2 separate regions of the Mus musculus genome follow, and region 2 is linked to region 1. The links are chromatin contacts, called in public Hi-C maps. All regions are on one chromosome and are shown on one strand. The core of a region is the stretch at or near the end of the contact, and the rest is flanking DNA. Distances in the headings are between cores, read along the strand shown.

Region 1 (6,529 bases), core at 2,148-4,647:
GACTGCTAGCAAAGGATAAAGAGATGAGGGGAGCAGATCTGATTCTCTCCAATAATAACGGGTATTTATTAGTGATTGCTTTTTTACGTGAGAATATCTCAGAAACTGTAGGAAACTGTGTTTTTCCCAAATTATACAATACCATCAGTTAATCCTTACAACATGCCCAAATAATTCCCATCTCCATCTCCATTGGGGCAAATTAATTGGAGATCATATTCAAAGCTTTACTCTTTCATCTACCCACTCTTACCAAGGCACACCTCTCCCTACATCACTCAGTCCTTTCAAGATCCCCTTTACATCAGTACAAGTACCTCACTATCAATTTTAACCTGTAGGATGTTAATGATCCATCACTGTGGTATGATGATATCTGTGTTCATGGTAAGATAGGACAGTTCATGATGTATGAGTAAATTGGAATTTGTTTCATCCCATCTACCTTTTCTGTTGCCTTTCTACTCACAAGATGGTTTTAAATTCTTTCTTTTGTTTGTAATTTAAATACCAGTGTCAATTAACAAATTAATTCTATTTCTTCCATTCATACTCAAACAAAATAATAATTACTAAATTGTTTTTCACATGGTATTGTCATGAGTTTAGACATAATTTGAAATTAGTGATTATTCAGTGGACTGTAAAGAACTTGATCAATTTAGTAATTGTATAAATGTGTATAAACTCTTTACCTGGCCTCCATTAATTAGGAAATAATCAATAAAGTCCCGAGGAATTGTAACATCCAATGATTCTTCATGTTCTTTTATTTTCTCCAAAAGGAAATTTTTAATACAAGCATAATTTTTAAAAACTTTGTTATGACTTCCTGGACAATAATCAAGCAGAACAGGAAATGTATTGCAAACCTATAGGGAATTCAAGAATTTACTAAATGAATAAATTGTAATGAAGTAAGTAAGGCATATTTATATCATCCCACATGATTGATTTGAATTGATAGATCAAAATATGTACTTTAGTGCATCCTAAGGAGGTAGTTTTTTTTTCATACATGCTAATTCTCTATTCTAATAGAGAAATACAAGGGAGAAATTACTGCCCAAATGACCAAAGAACAGCAAAAATTTCACACTCACATATCTTTTTTTGTGCAAAATACGTTCATGTCTGTTCTTTGATAGCTCCAAGAACTCTATTCTCATGTTTGAAATATCACATATGTAAATTACTTACACACATACTCTACAGAAGAACTTAAGATGTCTGGGTGACTTGATTTACAGAAGAAATTTAATAACTGAAGATTTTATTCTTACCAAGCAGCTTTTTAAAACAAAAGAGTTTATGCCTTAAAATAAATTATATACCAAAACCTGTGTGGAGTTTTCCAATACAATTATTCTTTATGTAGTTTTCATGAAAGGCTAGTTCAGCATAAGACAATTCTGGGAGGATGCTTATCGTCCACACAGAATGAAATCATGCACCTTGTAACTTCTTCCTCTTACCCTGTAAACTAGAGTTCTTGCTTATGCACCAAGCCACTGAAGTAACTGCTTCTTGGCAGCTCTCATTGCCACACATATTCTTTCTCTTTAAGAGAATAGTCTTTCTGTACTGAGATACTCCTTGCTGGTAATATGATGAAGATGTGTGTAATTGTTGAAAAGAGGCCAATAAATTACATAGTAGAAGAATGTCCTAAGAGTGACTTGCCAAATTTCTAGAAGTGAATACAGTATTTAATCAAAAGATTTCCGTGGAAGTTAATAGAGAAATCAATAGATAGGGAGATAGCAGGCCAAAGCTATCCTGGCATTGCCCCTTCTAGTTTTCCATTTGTATAGCAAGAGGTTTGGAATTTGCTTCCAAATATTCTTTCCATAATACGTTAGTCAGCACTGTCATGTCTGGTCACCTCACTACTCGGTCTTTGTTCAATCTGACCTGCAAATAATAAAGAGCAAAAGAATGTTCTCAGAGTCAAGGAATCATGACTTCACCTGCAACCAAGGGGTGCTCATTATCTTGGTTATTTCATTCAGTTTTTCCATCAAATTAAGAAAATCCCGATCTTTATAATCAAAACGATCCTGGAAAATAATTGAGCAGATGACATTGCAGGGAGCACAGCCCAGGATGAAGGTGGGATCACAGGGTGAGCCTGAAAATTTGGAAACAATTGTAAAATATCATTAAAATACACATAGAAGACACCATGCCCTTGTTATCATGTTAAGACACTTGATAAATTTTATGCTACATTTATGCTAAGGGCAATGCATGGATTGGCCATTCACTGAAACATTAACATGAGACCTATACACCTCATTAGAAAAAAATAATTCAAATAGGACAGGAACAAAATCACTCATACTGCCATACCTAGATCAGGTTCTAAACCTGCACTTACCATTGGTTTTCCTAAGTTCCTCCACAAGGCAACGTGCTTCCTCTTGAACACGGTCCTCAATGCTCCTTTTTCCCATGCCTAAATTCCGCAGAGTCGTGAGTGAGAAGCGCCTTGTGTTTTTCCATACATTTCCTTTACTAAATATAATGCCTAAAGCAATAAAAACAGACATTAGAGAGTAAATCCTGGAGTAGAAGTAGAGGATGTCTGGTGGCTGCCATAGAATCACAAACTGTGTCTCAGGAGCAGAGTTGGCCTCTGCTTTCCATCCTTTAGCTCACTATGCATACTATGCAGTACATGTATACTTACCCATTCCATTAGTAGCTTTATCAAAAACTGGGAGCCTTCCTCTTCCAGCAAACTCCTCCCCATGGTCAACCAGAGCTTCCTTCACTGCCTCATATCCATGCAACACCACAGTGGGCTTCCTGCCCAAATATAGAGTATACACAGGGCCATAAACTTTTGATAACTAGGAATCGAAAGAAATGGAAATGTTAGGAAAATTTAACTGCATTCTCAATGATTTAAAACAATTTTAGACTGGTAATAGTAGTGTGTTATAATAGAAAATAAGGATTTGAATAAGCATAACTTAAAACTATGCGATTATATTATAAAATGCAATGACATAAGTGTTCTTCAACCTGAAGCGTTGCTCATTACTAATTTCCCAACCAGGACTAGTGACAAAAGAACTACATTACAGTTTCCTACTTAATGAACATTTTAAAATAATATTGCTCCCGTGATAGAATTTTATTGAAAGCATCATGACTTATATATCCCCATGCAAAATACTGGAGAAGCATAAGGCATACTTACATTGGTGAAGGATTGGCAGATGTCCTTCACATTGATCTGAAGGATATTTCCAATAATTGGAAGAGGAGTGGGGCCAGGAGGGAGCTTCCCCCTTTCAGAGCTCTGTCTCCAGAGTGAGAGGAGAAACAGACAGGAGAGGGTGAACACCAGGACCAGGATTGGATCCATGGAGATTCTTCTTACTGACACAGTTGTGATTGGGGGCAGCCTTTTTTTGTAGTTCATCTCCAGATCAATCCATTGCACTTTGGAACATTCTTGACTAATCAAACATTGTTTAATCTCTCTTTCAACTAGACATTGCTACAATACTAAGACAAATAAGAACTTCTTTTACCTTGTTCTTTATGCGGTACCCATAAGAGATCTTACCTTAATTTCTTGAGTTGTGTATGACCAATATTGCTGATAAATAAGAACTCTATCTATCTATCTATCTATCTATCTATCTATCTATCTATCTATCTATCTATCTATCTATCTATTATCTATCTATCTATCTATCTATCTATCATCTATCTATGTATCTGGATTTTATTACAGGGTATATTTTTGTGTATCATTTCTTTTTTATTAGATATTTTCTTCATTTACATTTCAAATGCTTAGTAATTAAAAAATATAATAAATAGAATGTGGTATGGAGTTTCTTAAAAAAAAAGAAAGAAAGAAATACAGGAGAACACAGGTAAACACGTAGAAGTCCTTAAAAAGGAAATAAAAAAATCCCTTAAAGAATTACAGGAAAACTCAAACAGGTCAAGGAATTGAACAAAATCATCCAGGATGTAAAAATGGAATTAGTAACAATAAAGAAATCACAGAGAGACAATCGTGGAGATAGAAAACCTAGGAAAGCAATCAGGAGTCATAGATGAAAGCATCACCAACAGAATACAAGAGATAGAGGAAAGAATCTCAAGTGCAGAAGATACTAAAGAAAACATTGACACAGCAGTCAAAGATGTTATCACATTCCTGAGGCAGTTCTGTCAATTTTCACTCTTTTACTCTTTTATGTGTGATCGACTTTCTTTTTTAAGAACGATTATTTCCATTTGAGAATGAGAAACTGGGATTTATAAATTCACAACCTTGATGAACCCAGAGACAAAGTGGTACAGAAGGACTTAAGCCTCCCCTGTTTTCCCTGCACAGAAACATTCCAGTTGCTTGTATCCACCATATTTAGTGACTTTGCCCTATGCTTCAAAAGTGACTTTAATCAATATCAAACAAAATAAACAAAGATCTGGTAAATAAGGTTATCCCTGTTTTTATTGCATGGAGTTCAGAAAAGTTTGGTTTTATAACTTGTTGAACTTTGTGATGCGGGCTCTTGGCAGTTTACAACACAGTAAGCAGTAACTTGTGGTTATGCACATTGCCCCATATTCCCCCAAATTCACACACCTTATTTTGGATAAGTAAGTTCTATATATTTATTTAACAGCAGCATCATTTTACACATGGAAAAATGGTTATTTATTCTCAGTTTATCCTTTTTTTTCTGTTGGCTGATCCATTCTTATAATGCAGGAAATAAATCCCTTAGAGAGAGGTGATCCTTCCCAATGTGCCTTTGTTAATTCCTTGAATTTCATACATCACATTTTGAATTCACTCATCTCTGCTTTAACTTCTCATGGATCTGTCCTTTATCCCAGAACCACCAACTTAGCATTCTCATTTTTTTTTAAACCCATCATGTCCAGTATATACTTTTGGGTATGTGGTGTTTTTCTTAATAGGCAACACACATTTTTTTTTTTTTTAGTATTCATTTGTTTTGTTTAATTAAATTTTTTTTTATTTCTAGACATGGTGACTTACATCTTTAATCCAAGCATCTGAGATTCAGAGGCAGGTGGATCACTGTGAGTTCAAGGTAGTCCTGGTCTATACAATGTGTAGGCAGGTCAGGACTTCACAGAGAGATCCTGCCTTAAAACAAAAGTTAAAAAAAATTAATTCTTTGAGAATTTCATACATCATGCTTTGGTTATTTTTATCCAATTTTATTAGGTATTTACTTCATTTACATTTCAAATGCTATTCAGAAAGTTCCCTATACCCTCTCCCCACACCCCCACTCTCCTACTCATCCACAGGAACACACTTTTAATGAAAACCTAATATTCTATTTCTGGAAGCTTCCAATTACTAGTAGATTCTCAGCTATTGTTGAGACAGTAGGATCACCCCCAACCAACACATACTTGCTGGAATGTTTTCTGGCTTGAATGTCTAGATGTCTTGTATTTGTTGTCACAACTGTTTGAGTTCATATATGCTGTTCTCCACCTGTTTTACTTCTGGATCTTATAATCTTCGTGTGTGTGTGTGTGTGTGTGTGTGTGTGTGTGTGTGTGTGTGTGTGTGTGTGTGTGGTTCTTCTACTCTCAGCAGTGTTCTTTCACGCACTTGTGAACAGCCATGAATCCACACAATGAATCTACTGTGAAGATTGGCTAGCTATGCATCAAGGAGATGCATTAATGTTCTTCCTGCATATCTGTGGGATGATGCCAGACCCTCTGGAGTTATAGACAGTTGTGAGCTGCTATATGGTTGTTGGGGATTGAACTTGGGTTCTCTGGAAGATCAGCCAGTGCTCTTAACTACTGAGCCACAGCTCCAGAACTCTGTGTTTTGATTCATTTACTTACTTAGATGAATAAAGAGAATGATCTTATCCGCCATGCTTCTTGGCATTGTATAGATTGAGTAAAATTGATGGAAAAGGTTAAAAGTCAAACTACAGTAAAGGAAACAATAGAAGATTTGGTGCTATCCTCCTGTAAACTAACAGCAAATTTTATATCATCTCTTAAAATATTTTTTTATTTGATGTTTTCTTTATTTACATTTCAAATGTAATCCCTTTCCCTGGTTTCCCTCCCTCCTGGAAACACTCTATCATATCCTCCCTACCCCTGCTTCTATGAGGGTGCTCCACCACCCACTCACCCACTCCCACATCCCAGCCCTTGATTCCCCTATACTGGGGCATCTATCGAGCCTTCATAGGACCAAGGACCTCTCCTTCCATTGATGCATGCCAAGGCCATCCTCCGGTACATAGGCAGCTGGAGCCAGCTGTACTCCTTTGTTGGCTTAGTCCCTGGGAGTTCTGGGGAGTCTGGTTGGTTGATATTGTTGTTCTTCCCATGGGGTTGCAAACCTCTTCAACTCTTTCAGTCCCTTCTCTAACTCCTCTATTATGGTTCCTGTGCTCAGTCCATTGTTTGGCTGCTAACATATGCTTCTGTATTTGTAAGTCTCTGGCAGGGCCTCTCAGGAGACAGCCATATCAGGCTC
Region 2 (6,529 bases), core at 2,277-4,776, 130 kb before region 1:
AGAGCTGTGAGTCACTGAGAGGACGCTAGGATTTGAATCTGGATTGTCCGGAAGAGCAACCAGTGCTTTTGAACACTGAACCATCAAAAACAAAAAATTTAAGCATAACACATTTTGATATAACATTTTAATAAATAGTCAACTTAATATAAAAAAAAAGCTGCAATTGCAGAAACTGGGAAAGTTGACTTCTTCCAATAGAAAGCAAGAAGGTCTCCTGGGCTGGGCGTGGTGGCGCACACCTTTAATCCCACCACTCGGGAGGCAGAGGCAGGAGGATTTCTGAGTTCGAGGCCAGCCTGGTCTACAGAGTGAGTTCCAGGACAGCCAGGGCTACACAGAGAAACCCTGTCTCAAAACCAACCCAAAAAGAAGGTCTCCTGGGCTTTGGGGTATGGACCCATCAAGGTAAGGGCTTAGCTGAGCCTTCCCCAAGTCCATTTATAGGTGGTCTCTGAATCTTGTCCCATCTCATGGGTTGTCAGATGGATATCTGGTCCTACTAAAAGTGAATCAAGCATTAATGGGAGAAATCTAAGAGACTCTATCACACATAGCCAGGAGGGACTGAGGAAAGTCAGGATAACAAAGAGAGATCACTCTGGTTGTTCTTTACCAGCCAGCACAGCACCTCAATCTTGCTCCCACATAGCGTTAGCATCTGGTGACTCATGCTATAGAGGGGCTACTCATGGCAATGGGACAGAAGCTCTGTGAAGATGCGACCAACAACCCCCCCCCCCAGTAATTTAGGGCATGTATATTTAGAACTCATGTTTGTTCATGTCCATTGGCCAAGGTCAGGATTTTCCAACCTTAGAACTGGTGATGTTCTGGGCCCATGTTAGTGTTTGCAAACATGTGAGCTTAATGTTATGAGCGCTAATCACAAAGCTAGATTCTGTAGACACTTTGTTTTTTTTTATTTTTGTTTTGTTTTTAATTTTCTTTGTAACAATGAAGAGGAAAAAGATTTCCTAATTTTAAAAAAATGGAAACTGGAAGACTGCAAAGCTGGGCGGTGGTGGCACATGCCTTTAATCCCAGCACTTGGGAGGCAGAGGCAGGAGGGTTTCTGAGTTCGAGGCCAGCCTGGTCTACAAAGTGAGTTTCAGGACAGCCAGGGCTATACAGAGAAACCCTGTGAAAAACAAAACCAAAAACAAACAAACAAGACTGCAAAATGCCAAGGAACTTGCCCAGTCTTGCAGATCCTGATAGCAGTGTCTTGACTTGAACATACAGATATACACAGGTGGTTCTGAGAGAGCCCAGTAATACTGACTTCATTCTTTACTTCCTGGCTAACCTGGTGTGTTTTTTCTCCCTTTAGGGGATCCCAACAAGCCATCAGGATTTAGAAGTGTTAAAGCTCCAGTCACCAAAGTGGCTGCATCTGTTGGAAATGCTCAGAAGCTGCCCATCTGTGACAAATGTGGAACTGGTATTGTGTGAGTATTGGCTTCGCTGGTGTTAGAGAGTGGACAAACCATGAAAGTGTGGGAGTTGCTGGGTGTTGCGTAGCTTGGGGGTAAAGTCAACAAATCGATCAGAATACGATCAGAACTTTTATCTTGACATGATAGAGGCTTTTAGAATGACGAGTCTTCCCATTCACAATCCAGAGGCCTGCTGTAGGGCCTCTGAAGAAACCCCAGACCTCACCTCAGAAAGAACAGTACAGAGCCCTGGTGTGACTAATGGAGACCCATTCTTCCTTTCTCCTGCAGTGGTGTGTTTGTGAAGCTGAGGGATCACCATCGCCACCCTGAATGCTATGTGTGCACCGACTGTGGCATCAACCTGAAACAGAAGGGCCATTTCTTTGTAGAGGATCAGATCTACTGTGAAAAGCATGCCCGGGAGCGGGTCACTCCGCCTGAGGGCTACGATGTGGTCACAGTGTTCCGCGAGTGATGGAGAGGACCTGCCCTGTCTACTGCCCTCCAGCCAGCCTGCTGCACCTGGTTCTCGGAATATTCTGGCTCTCTCCTCCCTGACAGTCCTGTGCTTACTTAGTGTTAGTCATGCGCAATAAACATTGGGTTTCGTCTGGGCTGACTGACTCCCACTGGCAGGGTGACATCTGCTTTTATATTATTGGGAGATGGTTTTGTCCCTGTCCCTTCACCCACACCTCAATGCACCTTCTTCACTTGGAGTCTTCTCTGCTGCAAATGGACATTGGTCCATTGGAACTAAGCCAAATGTAGTATCTCTGATGTTACTTGGTTTTACTTAATAAATTTAGACTTTAAAGCAATGTGTGACCTCTTAGTTGACTCTGCCTGTGTTCTATGTCTTGTTTCATGAAATATGGAGTCTCTATTAGGTTTGGTTTCTAAAGTTGTGAGAGATGTAAGGCTTTTCCCAGGCATGAGAAAGCTACTATGAACAAGCTGTGTTTCTTTTCATCTTTGTGACTTGCTGTAAGCATCATTGAGAACAGCAAATATTCTTAGTTATTTTTCTGTTGCTGTGGTAAAACATGATGAAGGCAACTTATAGAAGAACTAGTTCATTTGGGCTTACAGTCTTGGTAGAGAGGCATGACAGCAAGTGGCGTAGCACCACCAACTGGGGACCAAGTGTTCACTGCCTGTGTGTGTGTGGGGGGGCACTGTCATTCAGACCACCGCCCTATTATATCTTGTTTGGTTCTGTTTTAGAGAAATTGTCTTGGAGTTTGAGGGAATAAAACTTCCTGTTTTAGAAACTTTTCTATTACGGTGAGAAAACACCATGACTCAGGCAACTTATAGAAGAAAGCATTTAACTTAGCTTACAGTTTCAGGTGCTGAGAGCCCATGATGGCGGAGTGAAGGAACAAACTAAGAGCTTGTGTCTTAGTCCACATGCACGAGACAGAAAGACAGACAGACACACTGTAGATGGTGTGAGTCTTTTGAGACCTCAAAGCCTGTTCACAGTGACACACTTCTTCCAACAAGACCGTATCTACTTATCTTTCTCAAAACAGTTCTACTAAGTTTGGAATAGTGAAACAAGCGAGCTGGTGGGGGCCATTCTAATTTTCATCACCACATTTCCCAAATAACAGGTAGGTAGCTCCTCCAGTTCGTCTTAGAGTATGCTTCTACCATTCTTTTCCAGACTGCGTAGGCGTGCTATCTCAGAAGCAAGACCACAAGTGGCAGAGAGCTCAGATGTGGGTGGTAGGCCATATTCAGCAGCACCTGGAATGCTCCCTTATGCAAATGAGGCATCCCCAGCACCTGGCCAATGATGTACATTCTCCCTAAAGCCCCTACTCATCCCCCACAAAGGTTTAAATAGCCATTTCCCTGCAATAAACTAAACCAGTTCTCAAAAGCTGTTCCTGGAAGTGTGTTCTTTGTTCCTGTTGCTTGTTCTTGGTTGTATTCCAAAAGGGCAAAGCTCCTGACGAGCAGCCTGTTTTTTTTTTTTTCCCCCTTTTTCCTTTTTCCATTATGCTGCATCATCAGGGCAAGCGGTTTTGTTTGTTTTGTTTTGTTTATCCTATGTGCGTGAACGTTAGTGACCGCTGGTCAAGATCCTGCCTGCATCCATCCTGATCCACCAGCTAAGCTTCCCTTCCTCCAGGCCAGCCTGGTGTTTAACAGGCCTGACTCCAAGAGAGACACAGACACGCACGGCAAACCACCACACAGTTCTTCATGGAAGGGAGTCAGGGCAGGAACTTAAACAAGGTAGATACCTGGAGGCAGGAGCTGGTGTGGAGGTCAGGGAAGAATGCTACTTATAGGCTTGCTTGCTGTGGTTTGTTCAGCCTGCTTTCTTATAGCACCGAGGACCGTGAGTCAGGGGTGGCACTACCCCTAAGGTCTGGGCCTTCTACATCAATCAATAATTAATAAAATGAATTAACAGCCAAAAGATAAAAATAAGAAAGTGCATTAAATACTAAAGCAGGCTATTTTATGGAGGTAGAATCTCAATTGTGGTTCTCTCATATAAAACTAGTTTGTGTCAAGTTGACAAGACTAAAACTAAGTGAGCACTGAATTCTTGGCCATTTTATTGTACAGTTAAGTCATGGGGAGGCAGAACACAGATACAAAAGAATGCAAGTGGTATGTACTCAGTGATAAGTGGGTATTAGCCTCCAAACTCATAATACCCATGATACATCCCACAGACCATATGGAGCTTAGGAGGAAGGAAGACCAGGGTGTGGATCCTTCAGTCCAGCATTGAGGGGGGAACAGGACGATCAAGGGAGGTGGAGGGAGGGGTGACCTGGCAGGAAGAGAAGAGGGGGAGAATTTAAGGGGGGTGCATTATCAGGTACTGGAGGACTGAACGGGTCAGGAGAGAGGTACAGAGGGTCAGGAAATCGAATAAAAATATATGGGGGGGAGGGGTAATGAGGAGCTGGGGATAGTCACTGGAGGGTCCCAGACACTAGGGAAACGAGAGGCTCTTAGGACCCAACGGGGATGATTTTAGCAGAGAAGGGGAGATAGAACCCGTAGAGACCACCTCCAGTAGATAGGCATGGCCCCAAGTTGAGGGATGGGGCCATACACCCATCTCAAAGTTTTTAACTCAGAAATGTTCCTGTCCAAAGGAAGAACAAGGACAAAACGTGGAACAGAGACTGAAGGAAGAACCATCCAGGGACTGCCCCACCTGGGGATCCATCCTGTCTTCAGACATCAAACCCGACAATGTTGCCATTGGCAAGAGTCACTTGCTGACAGGAATCTGCTATGACTGCTCCTTGGGAGGTTCAGCCAGCATCTGACCAATACAGATGTGGATGTTTGGAGCCAACCATCAGACTGGGTTCAGGAACCCTGGTGGGGGAGATGGCAGAAGGATTGGAGGAGCTGAGGGGGATTGTAACCCCATAGGAAGAACAACATCAGCTGGTCAGATCATGCAGTGCTTCCAGGGACTAGACCACCAACTAAGGAGTGTACAGGGAGGGATCCATGGCTCCAGATACATAGGTAGAAGAGAATAGCCTTGTCTGACATCAATGAGAGTAGAGACCCTTGGTCCTGTGGAGGTTTGATGCCCCAGCGTAGGGGAATGCTGGAGTGGTGGAGTGGGAGAGGATGGGTGGGTGGGTGGGGAGCACCCTCATAGAGGCAAAGGGGAAGGAGGAGAGTGAGTTTGTAGGATGGGGGGCGTGTGGAGGGGTAACTGGGAAGTGGGATATCATTTGAGATGTGAACAAATAGAATGATTAATAAAAAGAAGATATTTCTGGAAACTGTTGGTTGGATCCAGGTTGAGATATGTTGATGCTCATAGGTGCAAAACAACACGGCCTCTCTGTTAGAGCGAGTGAATATAAGGACCAGCGGATATTTTCCTGACCTTTGAATACAGTTGTCGTAAGCATACTCAGTGATTGGCATAGCATCCACTCAGTTCTTTGTCCAGTGAGACAAGTACTATGATGTTTAATAAGAAAGTTGAAACATCTCATTTCCCCTTGCATAACAAAATGCCCTGCAAAAGCCCAGGGCTCCAAATTAAGAAATACTCTTCAAAATCTGTAAGAATCATAGCCACAAATAAATGCATGCATAAATAAAGCAAGGGATGGGTTTGAAATGGCGTAGTTTTGTCATTCTTAGAAGATTCAAGGTTCTGGAATTAAGTTTTCAGTAATATGTTTACTTATTTTGCACTGCTGGGGTCAAACCCAGGGCTTGTGTTTGTTAGGCAAGTGCTCTATCACTGATCTCTGTTCCCATTCTGGTTCATGTTACAAGAAGAGGTGCTGGGAAATGGCAATGAACTCCAGACAATTCTGACACATCCACTCCAGTAGTGACCCGAGTGACAGGCCCAAAAGCTTGGGTGCAGTCCTGAGGCGAAACGTTCATGGAAACTTAGTCTCTTGGAACTGTGGCATCCTGTAATAACAAATGCTTCAAATCTGTCCTTGCTTTAGTCGGTAAATGGATCTGTGTGCTTTCCCTCAATATTGCTTTATTTTAAGTGCCTCTGAGGATTGATTGATTTTGACATATAGCTAAGTTAGATTCTTCACCAGTGTTCCAATGTCCTAGGCAGTCCTTGAGCCGACCCTGGGCATGGGTACCTGAGTCACTGCCCTACACAGGAATTTACAATGACCTAGGAAGAAGGAAGGTTGTGGTCTAAGGAGGAACTAGAACAGATAATTAGAACTATAGATAGCTGAGCCATTCTCTTACACAGGAATTTACAATGGCCTAAGGGGAAGGTGGACTACACAATAGACTAGAATTGGAACTATGGCCAGGGCTAGAAGCCCCTGCCCTGACTTAAGATTAAGCTGACCTTAGATGGAGCTGCTTTTGGTCCCAGCTGTTAACATTGATTTTTATCCCAGTTGGTTCCTTTTAGCTTTTAGTATGCATTCTTCTGTATCGTTACTTCAATGTACCTTGGATGGTCTTAATGTATCACTTAACGTCTTTGTTCTCTGTATTATATAAGACTGATGCTCACTTTGACAAAATGCATCCAGACACAGCACTCCCTTGTGTCCGTGTCTGTTTGCCACCCTTTCCGCGCCACTCCT

The links. Hi-C and Micro-C count contacts between places; a contact is called where the count stands out from the background.
Region 2: a contact with region 1 is called in a Hi-C map of liver, with 3 times the contacts expected there. The contact joins the enhancer-like site here to the promoter of Cyp2c50 in region 1. A contact is called at or near these places in 3 of 484 Hi-C or Micro-C datasets (liver and nephron progenitors) and 4 of 9 other capture datasets (adipose tissue, embryonic stem cells, liver and 1 more).

What each region holds. Positions count from the first base shown.
Region 1 is chr19:40,086,547-40,093,075 of GRCm38.p6, reverse strand. It overlaps Cyp2c50 (cytochrome P450, family 2, subfamily c, polypeptide 50), which reads right to left and starts at 3,397. Exons shown (of 9, transcript NM_134144.2): 1 at 3,209-3,397; 2 at 2,693-2,855; 3 at 2,381-2,530; 4 at 1,971-2,131; 5 at 696-872. The coding sequence starts at 3,376.
Region 2 is chr19:40,217,973-40,224,501 of GRCm38.p6, reverse strand. Pdlim1 (PDZ and LIM domain 1 (elfin)) reads left to right here. Exons shown (of 7, transcript NM_016861.4): 6 at 1,334-1,451; 7 at 1,731-2,263. The coding sequence ends at 1,917. Among named protein-coding and RNA genes, the nearest start is that of Cyp2c70, 34 kb to the right of the region's middle. Within about 2 kb of position 3,526, at least 3 of the 459 cell types and tissues checked have an H3K27ac peak or open chromatin away from gene starts, as enhancers often do. A contact at or near this core is called in liver, where this site is marked.